Regions from separate parts of the Sus scrofa genome. Here region 2 is linked to region 1. The links are chromatin contacts, called in public Hi-C maps. All regions are on one chromosome and are shown on one strand. The core of a region is the stretch at or near the end of the contact, and the rest is flanking DNA. Distances in the headings are between cores, read along the strand shown.

What was found. A called contact is a pair of places that touch in the nucleus more often than the background predicts.
Region 2: a contact with region 1 is called in a Hi-C map of retroperitoneal adipose tissue, with 4 times the contacts expected there. The contact joins the promoter of SH3YL1 here to the enhancer-like site in region 1. A contact is called at or near these places in 2 of 5 promoter capture datasets (fetal liver and liver), 18 of 47 Hi-C or Micro-C datasets (adipose tissue, alveolar macrophages, brain and 12 more) and 1 of 2 datasets of contacts at active chromatin or transcription factors (skeletal muscle).

What each region holds. Positions count from the first base shown.
Region 1 is chr3:132,446,241-132,450,060 of Sscrofa11.1, forward strand. No RefSeq gene overlaps it. Among named protein-coding and RNA genes, the nearest start is that of TMEM18, 24 kb to the left of the region's middle. Within about 2 kb of position 1,986, at least 13 of the 83 cell types and tissues checked have an H3K27ac peak or open chromatin away from gene starts, as enhancers often do. A contact at or near this core is called in adipose tissue and retroperitoneal adipose tissue, where this site is marked.
Region 2 is chr3:132,683,576-132,687,395 of Sscrofa11.1, forward strand. It overlaps SH3YL1 (SH3 and SYLF domain containing 1), which reads left to right and starts at 1,920. Exons shown (of 11, transcript NM_001244340.1): 1 at 1,920-1,962. The coding sequence starts at 1,962. It overlaps ACP1 (low molecular weight phosphotyrosine protein phosphatase), which reads right to left and starts at 1,218. Exons shown (of 5, transcript XM_021087954.1): 1 at 1,039-1,218. The coding sequence starts at 1,081.

The DNA.
Region 1 (3,820 bases), core at 736-3,235:
ACGTATGTGTTGATATATAGTATACAAATATACACGCATATGTAATGGTTAAAATTTCCCAGTTATCTTTGAAACGGCAAGGACCCGATGCAATACTGTGATACTGTGATTTACACTAAGAAATGTATGTTTGCTCAAAGTCCCAGCTCCTCAACCCTCAGAATTTCCTGCCACGAGAGCCTGGGTGTCTTTTTTGTTCCGAGAGTGAGGGGACGTTTGCGGGCTGGGAGCCGGGAACCCCCTGGTCTTTAGAGGCTGGAACTTTAGTTCTACCCCTGGTCTCAGAGGGGAAGTGGCTGAGTTGAGTCCCCAGCCCATGCCAGCCCTTGTGACGGCCCCACAGGGGCAGGAGCCCTGACTGGTCGGTCAGAAGCTCAGGCGCCACCTGGGGAGGGGAGGCTTACGGGCCTGAGCCCTTGACCTGGGGGTCGGAGGCCATCTCCAGGGAGACAGCGTCAGGACCAAGCCCAGCCTGGGAGAGCTGCTTGGGGGCGAGCCACCCCCCAACCCTGGGACTTGGTGTCAGAAAGAGATTAAACTTGCTTTATTTCACTGAGCTCCTCATGCAGTCCGTCTCCTGGCACCCTTGCGCTGCTCCTGGGTGCCGCCCAACACAGAGACAATGGCCCAGAAAGAGATGGGAGCGGGTGGTGTCTCAGCAACTGGCGCCGGAGGCCACAGCCCGGTGGACCGAGAGCAGGGAGCACAGTGCTGTGTGTCGGGGAAATAAAAGACCAGTGCAAGGGAAATAAAGAAAAGACGTTTGGGGCGCGGGTAAAAGAAGTTCATAGAGCTATTTCAGTTTCATCATGGAAACTGCTGGGACCCCGTCAGCACATTTTTGGTAACGTGCGTAGAAGAAGTCAATGCCAATATCTTTGTCTGTGGGCAATGAGGGACCCAGACTCGGTAACCCGAGCGCCCTCAGAAGGAAACCCGATCAAGCCACTGGTCCAAACAGCGTTCGCTGCCAGGTATTGATAGATATTGATCCCGAGATCTCCAAAGTCGGGTTTGGAAATGATATGTTTCAACGCACTTTCGCACGAGCCACACATAAAAATAAACCGCAGTCCATCCAGCCTTGCGATGGAAGGTGACAGGCAGAGCGGGGACTTCTCCCCAATGTGCCATGTGTGGTGGCAGCAGGGGCGCCTGGTCCGGGAAGCGGCCCTAAGATGCCCAGCGTGGCTCCCCGAGGCTGGTTTGCCCTGGTTCCTACTCCGTAAACCTCCGGTCCTGCCTTGGTCCCAAATCTCAACCCCAGGAGGCAGACAGTGCAAGAGCCATCGGAAGGAGACTGCATTTAACGCAGGTAACGGCAAAGGGCACGTTGTGGTGGCCGATCCTGGTGACATGAGTGGGAAGACACAGGCTTTGAGGCTCTGTTTCTCACGGGGCCACCCCGGCCCCGCCCATAGGGTGTGGGGCTTCACATGATCCACCTCGGAATGAAACTGAGGCCTCGGCCGCAGGCCTGAGAAGAGGCACAGGTTTCCGAGTGGATCACGCCGAGCGCAGCGGGTCGCAGGTGAGGATTCTGGACTCCCCCCCGGGGACTCCGAGGGACACGGCACACTCGGAAGGGTCCTTGTGTTAGAGTGAATGGTGGGCAGATCCGGGTGGTCGTGGGCCTGCTTTGCCCCGAGACCCCCGAGCCGTGTGCACGCACAGAGCAGAGCACTGCTCGGCCCCCCGGGGATGCTGGGGTGGGCTTCCTGCAGCCTCGGATCGCGCCCACCCCTCCTCAGAAAGCAGCCCCGGGAAGAGTCCTTTGACACATCTCTGTCTGCTTAAGCTGGATTTCTGTTCTTAGTCAGGAGCACGCAGGCCGCGTGGGCCCTGCTCACCCTCCAGGTGCGCGTGGGACCCGCCAGAGACGGGGGACCACGTCCGCGGGCCCCCACCCCCACCCCCCGCGCGCGCTTCTCTCTGGGCCAGAGCCTGGGTTATTCAGAATTAGGGCAGCAGGGGGCGCTGCAGGCCCGCGCCTGACAAACGTCCCTCCGAGGCGGCAGGTCCCAGGCTGGGGCCGGGGCCAAGGTGCGGGAGCCGGGAAAGAGCCACCAGTCTCTAAAGTGTCCCCCGAAGTAAAAGCCACATTTCCGGTGGCCCTTGGGGGCGAGCTCCTCCGTTCACCTTACATTTCCTTCCCGCGCCCGAGGCCTCCCTAGGGTCCCTGCCCTTGGATGTGGCGATTCGGTCGGTCCTTCTTCTCGTCCGTCTGGGGATTTCAGCGTCTTCTTGGGTGGTGTTTCCGGGTGAAGGGACCCAGGCTTGGGCGGGTGGTGAGGAGCCAGGAGAGTCACAGCAGGGGCGGCACAGGCGGGAAGAGGAGAAAGGCACTGAGACGTCACGGCTCACAGCAGGGGCAGGGGAGGCTGCGGCCAAGGTGACACCGACCCTCCCAGGCACACGCCACTGGGACGCCCCTGCGCCTGCCTCTCCCGCCGCCTTCCAGCCACACTCACGCCAGGCTTGAAGCCTCTCTTGGCATCTCCCCTTGTTTTCTCTGGAAACCCTCCCTCCCTGTCACATTCCTTCGACTGGTCCCTCTCTGGTCACTTGGCGGCTCAGCCACCAGCTCCCCGTCTGGGCACTCCATGCACTTCACCTGTTCATTTCAAGCGTCCGTCGTGCTTTTCTCTCCGGAGTCAAACCCGCAGGGCCCCTCGCGTTGAAGATTCCCGGCCGCCCACCCCTCGCTGGTACCAATACCCCAAATGGCACCTGCGGGGTGGGTTTCTGTCATTGCTTCTTGGCGGAGGAGTTTCCTCAGATGAAACACCCTCCTCTCTCGCTCTCTCACCTACACCGCGGGAACCTGGCCAGAGGCTGGGCCGCTGCCCCCCTGCCCTGGAGACACCCCCCAGTGCGGGCAGGGAGCAGGTGAGGCTGCGCTGGGTGTGTCTTTCAGCAGCTGCAGGCAGGCGGCCTCTCCTCTCCCTCCCGGCCATGGAGGGAGCTCTCACGGGAAAGGAAGGGCACCGGGTAGAGCCATTCGATGCCCTGGAAACCGGGGCCTCTTCCCGCCTCTGCCCTGAGAGCAGGACCTCCCACCCCAGGCCACAGGCCTGCAGAGACCTGGGAGTAAAGCTGCAGCTCCGGGCTGGGGGGGTCCCGCCGAGGTGGGGGGGTGGGGGGTGAGGAGGGGCTGGGTGCAGATGCCGATCCAGACGCCCCAAGTGGCCGTGTCCCCACCACCCACCTCCCCCAGCCTCCCTGCATCTCGTTGTTTTCACGCCTGCGGCCGACCTTGTCCTTGCACTTCTGCTTCCAGGCTGGGAGCCTGAGGGCGCTGGGGAACGTGGCACCCGGATCCCCAGGCTGTTTGGGGCCAGCGTCTCGCCTCGTGTTCCAGAATAAATGAGTCGGCCTTTCCTGGACAAATGCAAGCAGCAGTATTTTGTTTCCAGACTCTTCCTTCTAAGGAGACAGTTCACCCGTCAGTGGCGAGACTCTTACTTTAACCCCAACTGCAACGCTAATTGTGAGAAACACCCACGAAGCTGGAAGGTTTGAAAACTAGTAACAGCTGCTGAGGAAAGTACGATTTCTTTGGTTTTATGGCTAAAACCACGTGCACAGATCACCGGATACACGCGGTGCCCCGCAGACACACACGTGCAGCGGGCAGGGGCCGGATCGATGTGGATCCGAGGTCGTGGTCTGAGTTCCCCAATTTCCTGAAGCAAAATACATGTGTCCACAGCTGACGCGGTCATTTTAAAAGAGAGCTGAACACACCACTCAAGGGTAGGCTTACAAAGCACTAGAAATAATTAAAACCAATTTCACAGTATAAGAGCGAGTTTAGTCC
Region 2 (3,820 bases), core at 670-3,169, 240 kb after region 1:
GGACTTCCACGAGGGAAGGCCCATGCAGAGCATGTGAAGTGCTAGAAACGAGCAAGCCTGAGGGTGTGGGTGAAAGAGGATAGTGGGGAGACCAGGCAGACTTCTTTGGTCTTCCTGAAGGGGCACCTAAAAAGGAGTGGAAGCGCTATTCTGCAGGAAACACACATATGGGAAGATTCAAAGTCACTGGACTACTGACCATTCAGGCCTTCCTCTCTGAGGAATGAAGGAGACAGATGAACGCACCAAGGAATAGAACCCTGTGGTCTGCATCAAAGGAATACTCTGGAAAGCTTAAGGGAAAGTGCACTTCATTTTGAGTAAGGGAGGCTAACTGCTGAAATCCTAAAAATCAAAATAATTCTGAGCTGGAAGTTACCTGAAGAATTAAAACATTTTAAAAATTCTTTATTTTCATGTATAGGAACCCCGGTACACGGGCTGTCATGGCGACCTGGGGAATCCGGCTGCCTGATCTAGCTGTTATAACCAAATCCTAAACCCTCCCATTCCATCCGCCTTCAGGTCAGATCCACTTGTGGGCAGTGGCCAAACAAGCCAACAAGCCAGTGTTGTCAGGGGTTTCCGGGAATCAGGAGGCCCTTAAGAGACAAATCAATCCAGCGGCGTTGGGTCTATGGGATGAAGATGAAAAAGGGATGCTAGGCCGGTGCAATGCCTGGAGTGCAGGTACTCCGCGCGGGAGGGGCCTCGGTCTTGGGGAAAGAGCTGTGCAGAAGTGAGAGGCCCAGGCCTGCACCGAGGACCGGGCAGGGGACAGGGGATCCGACGTGGAGACAGGACTGAACAGGGGAGAGGGGACGCCCTTGGAGAGAGAACCCGGCACGTTAAGGAGACCCCGCCTGCAGAGCGGCCAGGGCAGCTGCGCGACGTGGAGAGAGCGCGGCGCCCCATCCGACCCTCAGGTCTCCCCTCTCTGGCCTCCTCCCCTTCACCGTCCCTGCCCAGCGGCGCAGCCCAGAGCTCACGGAGCCCACCCCAGCCCTCCAGATTGGGGTTAGATCAGCGGCGTCTCACCCAGACACACGAACAGCACCGACTTAGTCACCTGCTCGGCCATCTTCCCGCGCGCAAAGAGGCGCCCAGTAACCGCGTCGAACTGCTTCCGGCGCGGCGCAGGCGCACTGCCAGCAACCCGCGCCACGCGCCTGCGCAGTCCGACCCCGCTCCGCCTAAAGAGAGCGTGCGGTCTCGCGCCTGCGCATTCTGGCCCGAGCGCCGAGAGAGGGAGGAGGAGCCGAGAGCCACCTGCGGGGGGTGGGGGGACTAGGGGCGGGGAGGGGGCGGGGCTGAGGGCCACCTGGAGGGGGAGGGGCTCAGTGGGGACGAATTCAGGTCACAGGGCTCGGTGACGTGACCACCCGAGGGCGGGGGAGGGCGTAGCCCCGAGCTCCACCCCAGAGATTAGGGGCCACAAACTGAAGCCTGAGAGGCGGGGCCTCATCGGTCCCCAAGGGTCCTCGGAGAGTCAGGGGTCAGTCCTGGGGTTCAGTTGAGCGTCCCTCACCCGGGCCGCGCGGCCGAACGTGCGGCCTGCTGTCAGGGGTGGGCGGGTTACCAAGGGCGCCTCCCGGGGCCCCTGGACCCTCGACCCCTAGTCCCCCGGTCAGAACCGCCGCTCACAGTTCTCTCTGCGACAGGGCGGCCACCGGGCTGCCCAGTCGTCAAAGATGGGCTGCTTCAGGAGCAGCCCTGGGACCCAGGAAGGGGAGCGCACACCCTCCCTAGCTGCTGTTTTTGTCCTGCGAATACGTATAAAGTAGGTGCTTTGCCCTGGACCAAAGCGGGTGTTTACCTGCTCCCTCACCTGTCTCAGGTGCGCACCTCGCTAGACTGGTCCCTGCCCTGGGAGGCGGAGCCGAGCAGGGAGCGCCCTTCCTCTTCCTGGGTAGGTGTCCGCAGCTCGAGGGGCGCCGGAGCGGAGGAGGCTCGGGGTCACAAGTGAGTACAGGTGTCGGTGACGCCACTGAACCTCACCTGGAATCGGGACCACCCCTCTTATCCTGCTTTTAAAAAGTTTTGCTGGGGAGGGCAAATCTTCGGTGAAAGAGGGAGAAATGATGTCTTTGGGATTTTTTGCTGTTGCACATCTATTAATACTTAAATATCCCACAAGATGTCAGAAGTTAAGAGCTCCCTGGACTCTCCACAAAGGTGGCTGATTCAAGTGTAGCCCCAGGCGATTCAATTTACAGAAAACTTCTAAGGTTTTAATTTTAATCATCATAACTCATTTTTTGTTATTTGCGAATATGTAATATTTGAAAAGCCAAGTATTAGTTACTATCTTTTTCATTCCCATCTGTTTCAGTAGAGGTTCTGGTCCTTTTTTAGACAATTTGGGTTTAGATGCTTCTGACTGTGGGGCAGGAGTCATGGTCCCCCTGAGGTGAAGGGCCCAGGCCCTCTGCAGCTCACCTGGCCCTGCCTGTGATCAGCCATGGTTTCAGAAAACCTCTCGGGGCAGAGTGGCTGCTTCCCTGGGGCTGGGAGCACTGGACCACGTTGCTGAGGTGGTTTTCCCTTGCTTAAAAAAATGGGAAACTGCTCTGAATTGGTAGATGACCACAAGGTAATGAGATTTACCCTGCCAGCTGGAAATGTGTCATTCTCACTTCATTTCAACAAATAATTCAGTGTTACCCCTGCTGCTGCTGCTGAGGCTGAGTTGGAGACAGTGACACAGACAGGGGGCCCCTGCCCGACAGGGAGTAGGAAAGATGGTCCTGGAAGGTTCTACCAAAGGGGAGAAGTTTTCAGATTTTCTTCTGTATACAGAACACGAGTGTCCTGCTTTCTTGTCCTCATCAGAGTTTTTATTGAGTTGTGGAAGATGCTTGAATTAATAACGGGTTAGTTGGGAAATCTGCACACACCCACCTCAGCAAAATAACAGGTTTCCGTAGTACTGTTGAGTCCTTTGTGTGACCTGCTATTGGAAGATCTGTGCAGTGACCAGCTGGAGGTTAAAATAAGTTATAACTTCATCCTGTTTATCATGCTTAAATTAAAGAGGCATGGTGATATGGTTTACGAATGTTCTGCTGAAACAAAATGAGTTACTGCTACCTCTCATTTTTGTAAAATTAAAACAATTATTTAAAAGAAAGAAATCTTTGCTCATCCAGAGTGATTTGATGCTTTTATTCCATGCAGAATGTTTTCTCAGGGGATTTCTCACTGTTTAGAAATAAGGGCGCGGTGTCTGGGAAGAAGAGAATGTTGACAAGTTGAGGGGATGTTGCCACCCTGTTGCCGAATGACCAATGGTCACAAGTCCTGCACGTTGCCTTATGTGCAAGTGTGTCCTGATAAGACATCCTCCTAAGAGCAGGGAATTTTTGTTTTCTTTGGAAGGAATCCATTTTCACACTAAATGATCAGCCTGGAGTGGCAGGTGTAGTCCTGCTCTGAGTCTGAGAAAAAGTGAAGCGGATATAAGTCAAGGGTTTCCTCATGCCCGAAGTCATGCAGTCTGTCCTCTCATCCGAAGCCTGCGGTCAGGGGGACAAGGAAAGAAGCGCAGGTCAAACTAATGTTTGGGTTCAAATGATCAGTTTGAAGTTTGGATTAGATGGTTAATGACCTGACCAGTGAGACCTGTTTTGATTTCTAGAACTGACAAACGTTGTATCCTTAAGACAAAGGAATTAAACCCAGACCACAGAAAGATAAGAGTTAGTTTAAGAAACAATGGCCAGAGTTCCCGTTTGGCGCAGCGGAAACAAATCCGACTAGTATCCATGAGGATGTGGGTTTGATCCCTGGCCTCGCTCAGTGGGTCAGGGATCCTCTGTTG